2 separate regions of the Xenopus laevis genome follow, and region 2 is linked to region 1. Evidence: chromatin contacts called from public Hi-C data. All regions are on one chromosome and are shown on one strand. Each heading gives the region's core, a stretch centred on a gene start, on an enhancer-like site or on the middle of the called end of the contact. The rest is flanking DNA. Distances are from core to core; before and after follow the strand shown.

Evidence for each region. A called contact is a pair of places that touch in the nucleus more often than the background predicts.
Region 2: a contact with region 1 is called in a Hi-C map of the XTC cell line, with 2.7 times the contacts expected there. The contact joins the promoter of pusl1.L here to the enhancer-like site in region 1. A contact is called at or near these places in 2 of 4 Hi-C or Micro-C datasets (the XL177 cell line and the XTC cell line).

The regions. Positions count from the first base shown.
Region 1 is chr7L:96,965,969-96,970,768 of Xenopus_laevis_v10.1, forward strand. It overlaps acap3.L (arf-GAP with coiled-coil, ANK repeat and PH domain-containing protein 3), which reads right to left. Exons shown (of 25, transcript XM_041569361.1): 5 at 3,663-3,721; 6 at 1,049-1,232. Among protein-coding and RNA genes, the nearest start is that of LOC121395856, 2.9 kb to the left of the region's middle. Within about 2 kb of position 2,418, at least 1 of the 7 cell types and tissues checked has an H3K27ac peak or open chromatin away from gene starts, as enhancers often do.
Region 2 is chr7L:97,075,137-97,080,277 of Xenopus_laevis_v10.1, forward strand. pusl1.L (pseudouridine synthase like 1 L homeolog) reads left to right here and starts at 3,777. Exons shown (of 8, transcript NM_001092060.1): 1 at 3,777-3,870. The coding sequence starts at 3,812.

The DNA.
Region 1 (4,800 bases), core at 1,168-3,667:
GCCACTTGGTTTATACTGCTGCCTGTGTGCTGAAGGTGTTAGCAATAGACACGTAAGGGCACATAGGGATGCCATACTTCTTTAGTTTACTGTACTGGCACGTCATTACGTCTATTGGCACCTTCAGCCCTAAAGAAATATGCGAAAACAGAGGGTTTCTACATGCCAGTACGTGTCTATTGCTAACACCTTCAGCACACAGGCAGCAGTATAGACCAAGTGGCAGATCATTTCACTAATGTACCCAAACATTACTGCTATGGGATTCCTGATCGCACTGTGCTGGGGGCCTTATTATTATTAATTTCATGATGAAGGCTGAGGGCCGGTGTAAATTTGAAAACGGGCCGCAACTGAATTTTCACTGTTCAGTTGGGTGCAAGGTTTGCCTTTGATTGGCAAGCAATAAATACAGGGCTCATCTGTGCCTTGCAACTCTGAGTTTCCTAGAACGCATGCCTCAATGATGTACATGAGGCATGTCACCCACCCCCTTTGAAAATGAAGTTAGTGAGCAGAGAAGAGTGATCTGATGTGTACTGGTCAATTTTAAATTTTTAACTTCACAAGACGTATTCTTCATATTTTCCTATGAAATTAATTTTCAGCAGACATTTCCAAAATGACCAGCAGGTGGCATTGCTGTTTCAACTTCATTATCTTAGCAGTTTAAAACTGCTAATATTGCTTTGAAGAGCAATTTTACATTAATTTGTTTAGAGGATTTAAATTTCATGTAACTTGCTATGTTTGAGGCTTCCCCTGTCCCTCTAGAATTCATTGCCATGCTGGCTCTGGATGGTGGAGCAGCTTTCCGAAGGCCAAGAGGAATTTTATATAAACACCCCCCTCCCGTTCCACTCAGCATAATCCATTCAGCAGCTCATGACTGCAGAAAATATAAGTTGTTGCAGTCTCTGCAATCATTTTCCCAAACCCAGAAGCTTGAAGCATCATAAATCTGGCCTTTGGTCTTGCTCCGCAAAGCAAAGATTGTATTCAGGTGAAAGAGTTTGGAACAAGAACGAGCATGGTTAGTTGTGCTCACCTGTAATACATAGTCAAGTGCAAGGTGCCGGAAGCATTTCCTCGTTATGGTCAGAGTACTACTGGCCTCTTCCACTTCATGCGGTTTGTGGCGTGGTGCCTGCGCATTCTTCACTAGTGCAATGTCCAGGTCCTCTCTCACCTTATCAAACTGCTTCTTGGATTCCTTAAATTTCCTCACATCACTGAAATGTCAGGGAAATAAGATCAGGGACAAATCATCACAATCTAGGTGTAATTCTATGTAAATTCTATTGGGGCCCAATGACCTTAATCTGAATCTCGCCCCAACTCTTTTTGGTTCATATTCACATCCCAGCGATAATTTCTCCCATTCAAACAGTGGCGTAACTAGATATTACTGGGCCCCACAGCAAATTATTTTTCAGGCCCCCAAAATATTTAGCAGTTGACTTGTTTTACCAATATTTATTGAAACTGTACATGAATTAGGGCCTCGTGGGGCCCCTATACCTCCTGGGCCCCTCTGCAGGCGCAGAGTCTGCTTCCTCTATAGTTACGCCCCTGCATTCAAAAATAGACAAGAGAGAGTAAAACGTGGCAAGGTCAGAAGTAAACAGACAACAACTAGATATCGTGTAGGCAGAGGCTGTCATAGTAAGTTTGCAATTGGTCTGATGGGCGCATACACTAGCAAGAACATGGTGGTTCAACACCTTTTAAAATGTAAAGGTAAAAATAAAACTTTGGGCGTCTTAGAAAAAATGAAGCATTGCATATTTTTTACATCAGGAGATTCAGTTTTTCATTGATGGGAAAGCATTTAGAGAAGAGGAGTCTCTGGTAGAAGAGGAGATTTATTGCGGATAACGAATCTTGTGATGTGCCACTACTTTTAAAGGGGGATGTAAACCCACAAATTTATTTTGCTTAATGAAACAAAATATAAATATGAACAACTTTACAATTTGTATTAATTATATAACAGTAGTTTTAAAATGATTTGTAAATGTAATTGCTATTGAAAGCAGTATCTGTCTGCCCTTTGTTATTCTCTGCACTAGAGGTTCTGACTATTTAAAACTGATTACAACTTGTATTAATATAATGAAACAATGGGTGCCGGTAATCCATATACTTCTAAGGAATCAGTAGTTAAGGGTAGGGGTGCACCTTTCTGTTTCAAGGTCGATGTTTGTGTGTACAATATAAGGAAAGGCATGGTTGGATATCTTAGGAGGTGCTTTAGACAATATCATAGAGAAGAGATTACAAGATGCTTGGCTTCTGGAAACCATTTTTTGTCAGAGTTGCCAATGACATATAAGAGCCGTAATAAAGAGTGAGAGGGAGTAGGGGCTGGCTCTCCTCATGGTGTAATAGACCCTCCCCCCATACACACAGCATTAGCAACTGACAGATTCCCACTTAATTTCCCGTTGCTATAGAAACCATATCCTTCCCGGCTGCCAGGGATTCTGCTGCTTCTGTGGCCTATATACATTGTTTGAATCGGAGAGCTTGCGTTTGGCTGCTGCTGCTGAGTCCTTCTGTGCCTGGGGTACCAATCGCCAAAATCTATGGCACTTCAGCAGTCAGAAGAGTTGTAGGCCCAGAAGCATCTTTCTAAAAGCACGTCCTACATTCTGAATATCATTTATGCTTCTTAATATTATTATTAAACATGAAATTGTTTTACATGCAGCTGTAAGCACAGGTACACGCACAAACCACAGAGCTTACAGTCTTAGGTATAGTGCCTCATCGCAAGTAGTATCATTGATATAAAAGTCATCTATATTATTAGTATTATCACACTCATTTTATGCATTACACATAAGGTTTCAACCTGTAAAGGGTACAGACTGACTCTGAGGAGTACATTAAGGTTGCCACATGGCCGGTATTTTACCGGCCTGGCCGGTAAAAATGATGGCTGATCCCAACGTTATTAAAACGGAAAAAAGACAAATATATAGGAATGCTGTTTTTTTTTCCAAAAAAGGTGGCAACCCTAAGTACATTATGCCCACTCAGTTTGCTAGGATGCGTAATTGTTACCTTGTGAAAAACATGGAAGGATATTTTTCAGCAGTCTAATTATAACTAGTCAGTGGGGCTCATTTATAAATACAAGGCAAATTTGCACCTGGGCAGTAACCCATGGCAACCAATCAGATGGTTGATTACATTGCTCAACCTGCAGGTGACTGAAAAAAGCCACTCATTGATTGGTTGCTATGGGTTACATTTGCAGTGTTCATAAATGAACCTCAGTGATAACTGGAGGAGAGAGTATCATTTGTATTTAACCCATTAGGCGCCACGCTATTATTTGCATGTACCAAATAAAATTGGGACTCCAGGGATTCCAAAACAGCAGAGTTTTTATATTTAGGCTACTGCTAAAACTACAATTCCCAGCATGCTCTAAACTAGTAATGGAGGGTAAATATCAGCTACCATACAGGGTCAACAGAACTAAGACATATTTTACAGGAACAAAACCCAAGGAGTGCATTAGTGAAGTGGTTTAGGTATGCCTGGCTCATTGTCATGTATTCAGCTTATACTGTATTTATTAAGCAGAGAGCTGATGATGATGATACATGGTCAGTATGATGTGAGAGAGATATGAAGCTGAGCTCACTTACTCTTTGACAAAGATGTGCAGCTGCTGCCGTACAGACCTCTGGGCTTGATCAAACAGGATCTGAAAAACATATAAAGAGAAAAGATTGGTTTATTCCTTATTAACAAGGCGGCATGAGATCTTGCTCCAATAGAACATCTGGGAACTTAACTTCTTGCACTTTCATTCTTTGTTTTACACAACTGATCAGAGTAAATTCTGCTTAGAACTTAATGCTAATCATGTTTAACTGCACATAATAGTGTGCTCCTGATTTATTTTCCTAGGAAGTCCTAATGCCAACAGGTGATGGTGGATTGTAAAAAGCATACAGAAATTGAAATAGGGGCTGATTTACTAAGAGGTTTTCAAAATTGTTCCCGTTCGGAAAGTTTTCTGCACTTTCCTGTTGAATAGAGTACACAGAACTTGGCGAGCACACTTATCTGTATACCACGGAAGCCACACACGCACCCAAAATAAATAATGCTACTGTATTCATTCCATGCATTTCAAACTGCATTGCATCCGACACTGTAAAGTAATTTTATGGCTTATTCCGTGTAGGGGTTATAGAAATCCATTACCTAAAGTAGGATGTAGAAATCCCATCTTTCTGACAGAAGAGGCTTTCCACATGAATTGCCTACGGCAGCTTCAATAGGAATGGGATTTCTTGGCAACAGACAAGAGAGAATAGAATAGGAAGAAACAGAATTCTTTTACACAGTGTTTAACCCACATATCCCAATGTGGACATGAGCAATATCTAAAACACTAAAAATTGCAGAACAATGTGTTCCAACACCCCTGTCAGCAGAAAAGGCGGTTCCTAATGAAATGCAGACATGCCAGAATGCAGGAGATGTTGTGTGCCTTCAACTGGGTACCTCATCCTTTGCTGAAGATTCAAATGGAAATTGAATGCTAAATTGCATATTAATATTTTGTAAACAATTATTCAATTTATTATTTAATCCTGCATGTCCTGCATGTCTCTAGTTTGGAATTTAAGGTGATATCTGGTTGTTATGGCCACTGACTAGCAAACAGGCAATGGATTGAAATATAAATGCTCAAATTATAAATGCTCAAATAAAGGATTAATAGAAGAGAGTTTGAAGGATAAGTACTAAAGATAAATCATAATAAAATCAGGC
Region 2 (5,141 bases), core at 2,527-5,026, 110 kb after region 1:
ACAAAGATGCACTCATTTGGCATGTAACCAAACAAATGTGTATGGCAAAATGAATGCATGAGCTTCTGTATTTGCAGTAGTGTGATTTAGCAGCAGCCAGCTGAGGGCAGTATAACAGGTCAATGTAAATCAACATCATTGCAAGTCAGTCTTGTAGACATATTATACAGCATGCCATACTTTATGATGAAGTTGCATATATAATTCCAAAGAGAACTGACTTATGATACATATCACCAAGTATTTACTTTAAGTATGTTTTATCCTTTAGCTTTGGGTTGTCTGCCAGATCTAGATGGAAATATTTATCCAAACAAGAGTTTAGCTTTGAGTAAACATCACATTTCATCTGTTTAATAAGACCACATATGAAGCTTTACAAATGACATTAAGATTGCTGGCCCATGCTTAACTGCAATGAAAACGGTTCTGATCTAAACATCCACCACAGTGACGCAAGGTCATTAACAATGTTTTGCTATGCTACAGAGTGTCCAATGCCAACCCTCAAACCAGAATGCCAACTGAAAACAAAACATGCCGGATGAGTAATTGAAAATGCCTGGGACCGGTGCTTTAAGTAAAATAAGATGTTTTGCGTAGCCCTTCTATCTGTATTTTGAGAAAAGTCCTCAATTTGTTCACATGATCTTGTGTTGTTGTGGTTAAGCTGTTGGCATAACAAAAGAGCAATCGGTACTCACCACTATTCCCTGTAATAATGTACCCATAGCCATTTGATGCATTTTGGAGGATCAGACCCATGGCACTGTATTTAGAGTCTAGTCCCATTTAGCCTTATGGCCCTGTACCCATAGGCCTGAGTGATTCAAAAATAGACATATTGACCATATCACCCTGCATTTAGAGTTTTTCTGACATTGCTGAACAGGACTGGTTTGTTCTCCAGATATGTGTGTGTATGCACTTTGTATGTGCTACTCACAAACTAGGGGCTGCTGACTTGTTTGTTGCGCAGCAACATGGAGAAACGCAAGTGCTTAGGAGCTAACAAATACAGGGGTATGAGCTGGATTTATATTGTTGTGCTTGTGTTTGGTTATAGGCAGTGTGTGTTACTTTTATCATGGGATTTTGCTACTCTCATCAGGTATGGGCCTTTATACTCTATGTTGCCAAAAGTATCCAGAAAAGGATCTGAATTGGAATGCCATGTAAGTGAGCCAGGCCTGATCACAAACATCAGTGCCCAACCTCACTTAACCTCACTAATGCTGAATTTAAGCAAATCCCACAAGCAATGTTACAAAATGAAAACTTTCCCTTAAAAGAACAGGCTGTTTTAGCAACAAAGGAGGAGCAACTTATTAATAATAATAATAATAATAATAATAGCCTTGGTTTGGGAGTAAGATGTTTGACAGGCACGTCTGGAAATGTTTGTCATACAGTGTATTACTAGGTCTGCTTCCTACCACACATACACTTGACCTTATTTTATGAGGCATATGCATTGGCATAGAGTGGCTGTAAGAATTAGTATAAAGAAAATAGTGGAAAATATACATGATAATTTGCATCACATAAATTAGAACTCTTACTTATTACTACTGTTGACTTATTGCTTCTTTGGTATTTTGCAGAATCGACCAACAGCTTTAGAGTGTATACTGAACTTAATGCACAAAGAAGATACAGTATAAGGATGTAAAAATAAGTAAACTGTTTGGGCTTATTACACGTTTGTTATCCTACACTATATGGTCAAATTGTTTCCAAATATGTATAAGTTTGCTACACATTTATGCAATCAGTATAGATGTGCCAAGATCAAGATGCAATCATGCAACCACAATCTGCATTTCCACTTTTCAATTTGTATTCATCTTGCACCTGTTATTTCCTGCATTCTCAGTAGCCTCATCTAGAAACATTTTTACACTGAAGGGCAATGCAATTATTCAAAACCAAGGGGCCGATTCATCAAGAGTCGAATATCGAGGGTTAATTAACCCTCGATATTCGACTGGGAACTAAAATCGTTCGACTTCGAATATCGAAGTCGAACGATTTTGCGCAAATCCTGCGAACGATTAAATCCTTCGAATCGAACGATTCGAAGGATTTTAATCCAACGATCGAAGGAAAATCCTTCGATCAAAAAATCACAGCCAAGCCTATGGGGACCTTCCCCATAGGCTAACATTGACTTCGGTAGGTTTTATCTACCGAAGTAGGTGGTCGAAGTATTTTTTAAAGAGACAGTACTTCGATTATCGAATGGTCGAATAGTCGAACGATTTTTACTTCGAATCGTTCGAATTCGATCGAATTTAACCAATTCGATGGTCGAAGTACCCAAAAAATACTTCGAAATTCGAAGTTTTTTTAATTCGAATCCTTCACTCGAGCTTCATGAATCGGCCCCCTAGTGTTGGATTCATTTTGTATTGCAGCCATATTCCGGACTGAATACTTTGTGCACAAATGCATAAGAAGGTGACAATATCTCTGGTATTAGGTATACACTAAGCATATACGGACAATCAATGGCATGCAGGAATTATTTCCACCTGACCAGTATTTTTCCCTCCTGTCCTGAAAAAATGATGCTTGGTACCAATGTTATTAATAGGGGAGAAAGGTAAACAACCCTTGTGTGTATTTTTTTTTTCCTTGATAAAACCATAGTGTTCATATGCCTTATTAAGATCAATCATTTAGAATGTCAGCACAAGTATTTGTAAAGTAATACACTCGCTTTGAGTCATCAACAATGTTCTATTTAGTGTTTAGATCCCTTATGGTGCGGTCACTGGCGAATACCTTTGTACCTATATATCCAGCTCCTCCAAACCTACAGATCTTTAACACGGAACAATACGGGAGCTGTAATATTTGTCCAGTGTTTTGGCTACGCAAGTGACGACTCTTTAGCCATACCTCCCAACTGTCCTGTTTTCAGAGGGGCAGTCCCTCTTTTGACAGCTCAACACGCAGTCCCTCGTTTGTACTGAAAAGTCCCGTTTTTCTCTGCACTGAAAAGCCAGAAAAAGAAACAACGTTTTTTGGCAGAGAGCCCAGAACAGCCACAGCTGCAGATGAGACACTTTTGTAATAATTTTGAGATAAGCAAATAAGTAATTGTAACAATATAAGATAACAGGTCTCTTGGGGAAACTGACTCACAGCTTAAAGGGCAATTCACCTTCATTAGCAAAACTGTTATAATTGGAAAAAAAACACAGAAATATGTTCAAACTTTCATAACCTGCCAAATTTAGTAAAATGAACATGTAATTAGCAGCGAACAGTTTAAGTATATCTGCGGGGCTTTCTTCACAAAACACTAATTACGCAGATATTACCCTAACCAGTACAGTAATCTTCCCCTCGGCAAAGGTACATGGGCGAGTAGGGCACATCTCTCAGCACAGATCTGTTCATTTTCTACTTGGGCCCGTCCCTTACATTTTTCGTCACAACATGTGAGCCACCCAGTGTCTAAGGACCCTGAAACCGCTCTATCAACGTTGAGCGCTGAAAAAAGAGAGCCGTCCGATGCTTGCCTGAAAATGCGAGCAGCATCCAAAACACACGGCAACCCCACATATTAAGGAATAAAGCTGGACTGTGTCATATAGATGTCATAAAACTTTGGAAATATTTTAAATAGGAGGAATTTGATTTGTTTAAACCCTGGTTTAATTCATTAATTGCGTTCTAGTGTCACGCATTGTAGGGCCGCCTCTTATCATCCTGCTGAAGGTTGTGCTTTAGAGTCAGGCGGATCTCATGCTGTGCAGGGACATTGGCTTTATCCCTGCGTTCCTTACTTGATTGAAAAATAATGCATTCCAGCAAAGCCCGATACTTAGTCTTCTTTCAGTATTATGGAACAAAGTATAGGTAGGTCGGTGAGCCACTTTTTCCATTAGCAGATGCATTTTAGTTATACTGTTACCTTGACAAAATGACAGGCGAGCCAAACCATCAGCTAAAGAACAGGGAGAATATCATTTGTATTTAACCCGTATGAATGACTAGGGTAACTATAACCTGGGCACCTAGTAACAAGCTCAGGGTATGCGGCTAATGCTGCTGTTAAAGGAACAGAAACATCAAAAAATTAAATTGTTTTAAAGTAAATGAAGTGTTGCCCTGCACTGGTAAAACTGCTGTGCTTGCTTCAGAAACACTACTTTTGTTTATATAAATAAGCTGATGTGTAGCAATGGGGGAAGCCAATCGAAGGAGAAAAGGCTCAGGTTACACAACAGATAAGCTCTGTAGAACATAATGGTGTTATCTGTTATCCATATTTTCAATTTCTGCCATTGTTACACAGCAGCTTGTTTATATGAACTATAATAGTGTTTCAGAAGCAAACAGTTTTACTAGCGCAAGGCAACAGTATATGGTATTTTATGACTAAAACACTTTTTGGTGTTACTGTTCCTTTAATGCTGACTCACAGTAGGGTGTATTTTCCATAGTGAGCTGTATGCTGCATTTCCATACTCTGGGTATGGTGGACACGACAGTATGAGGTAGGAAATCCATAACTCCCAAAAGGACAATAAAGAGCACATGGCATATAAGTCTCAAACAGCTCAGTGTGGAAATAAAAACTGTGTAATGTATAAAGGCTGGAGTGACTGGATGTCTCACATAATAGCCAGAACACTACTTCCTGATTTTCAGCTCTCTAACTCCGAGTTAGTCAGCGACTTGAAGGGGGGGGGGCCACATGGTACATATCTGTTCAGTGAGTTTGCAATTGATCCTCAACATTCAGCTCAGATTCAAAAGCAACAGATATGACCCATGTGGCCTCCCCTCAAGTCTCTGATTGGTTACTGCCTGGTAACCAGTCAGCAGGGCCGGAACTAGGGGTAGGCAGAGTAGGCAAGTGCCTAGGGCGCAAAGCTGGGGGGGCGCCAGGCACGTACCTGCTCTGTCGCCTACCCCGTGTCCGGTCCCGTCTCTCAGACTGCCGAATGTAAATGCACCTCTGCGCATGTGCGAACACCATTTTGCGCATGCGCGCTGTAGTGTAGTTTCGCGCACACTGAGCCGGCGCCGTGCCCGCCAGGTTGCCTAGGGCGCCTGGCGGGGTTGGCCCGGCTCTGCCAGTCAGTGTAAACCAAGAGAGCTGAAAAGCAGGAAGTAGTGGCTAT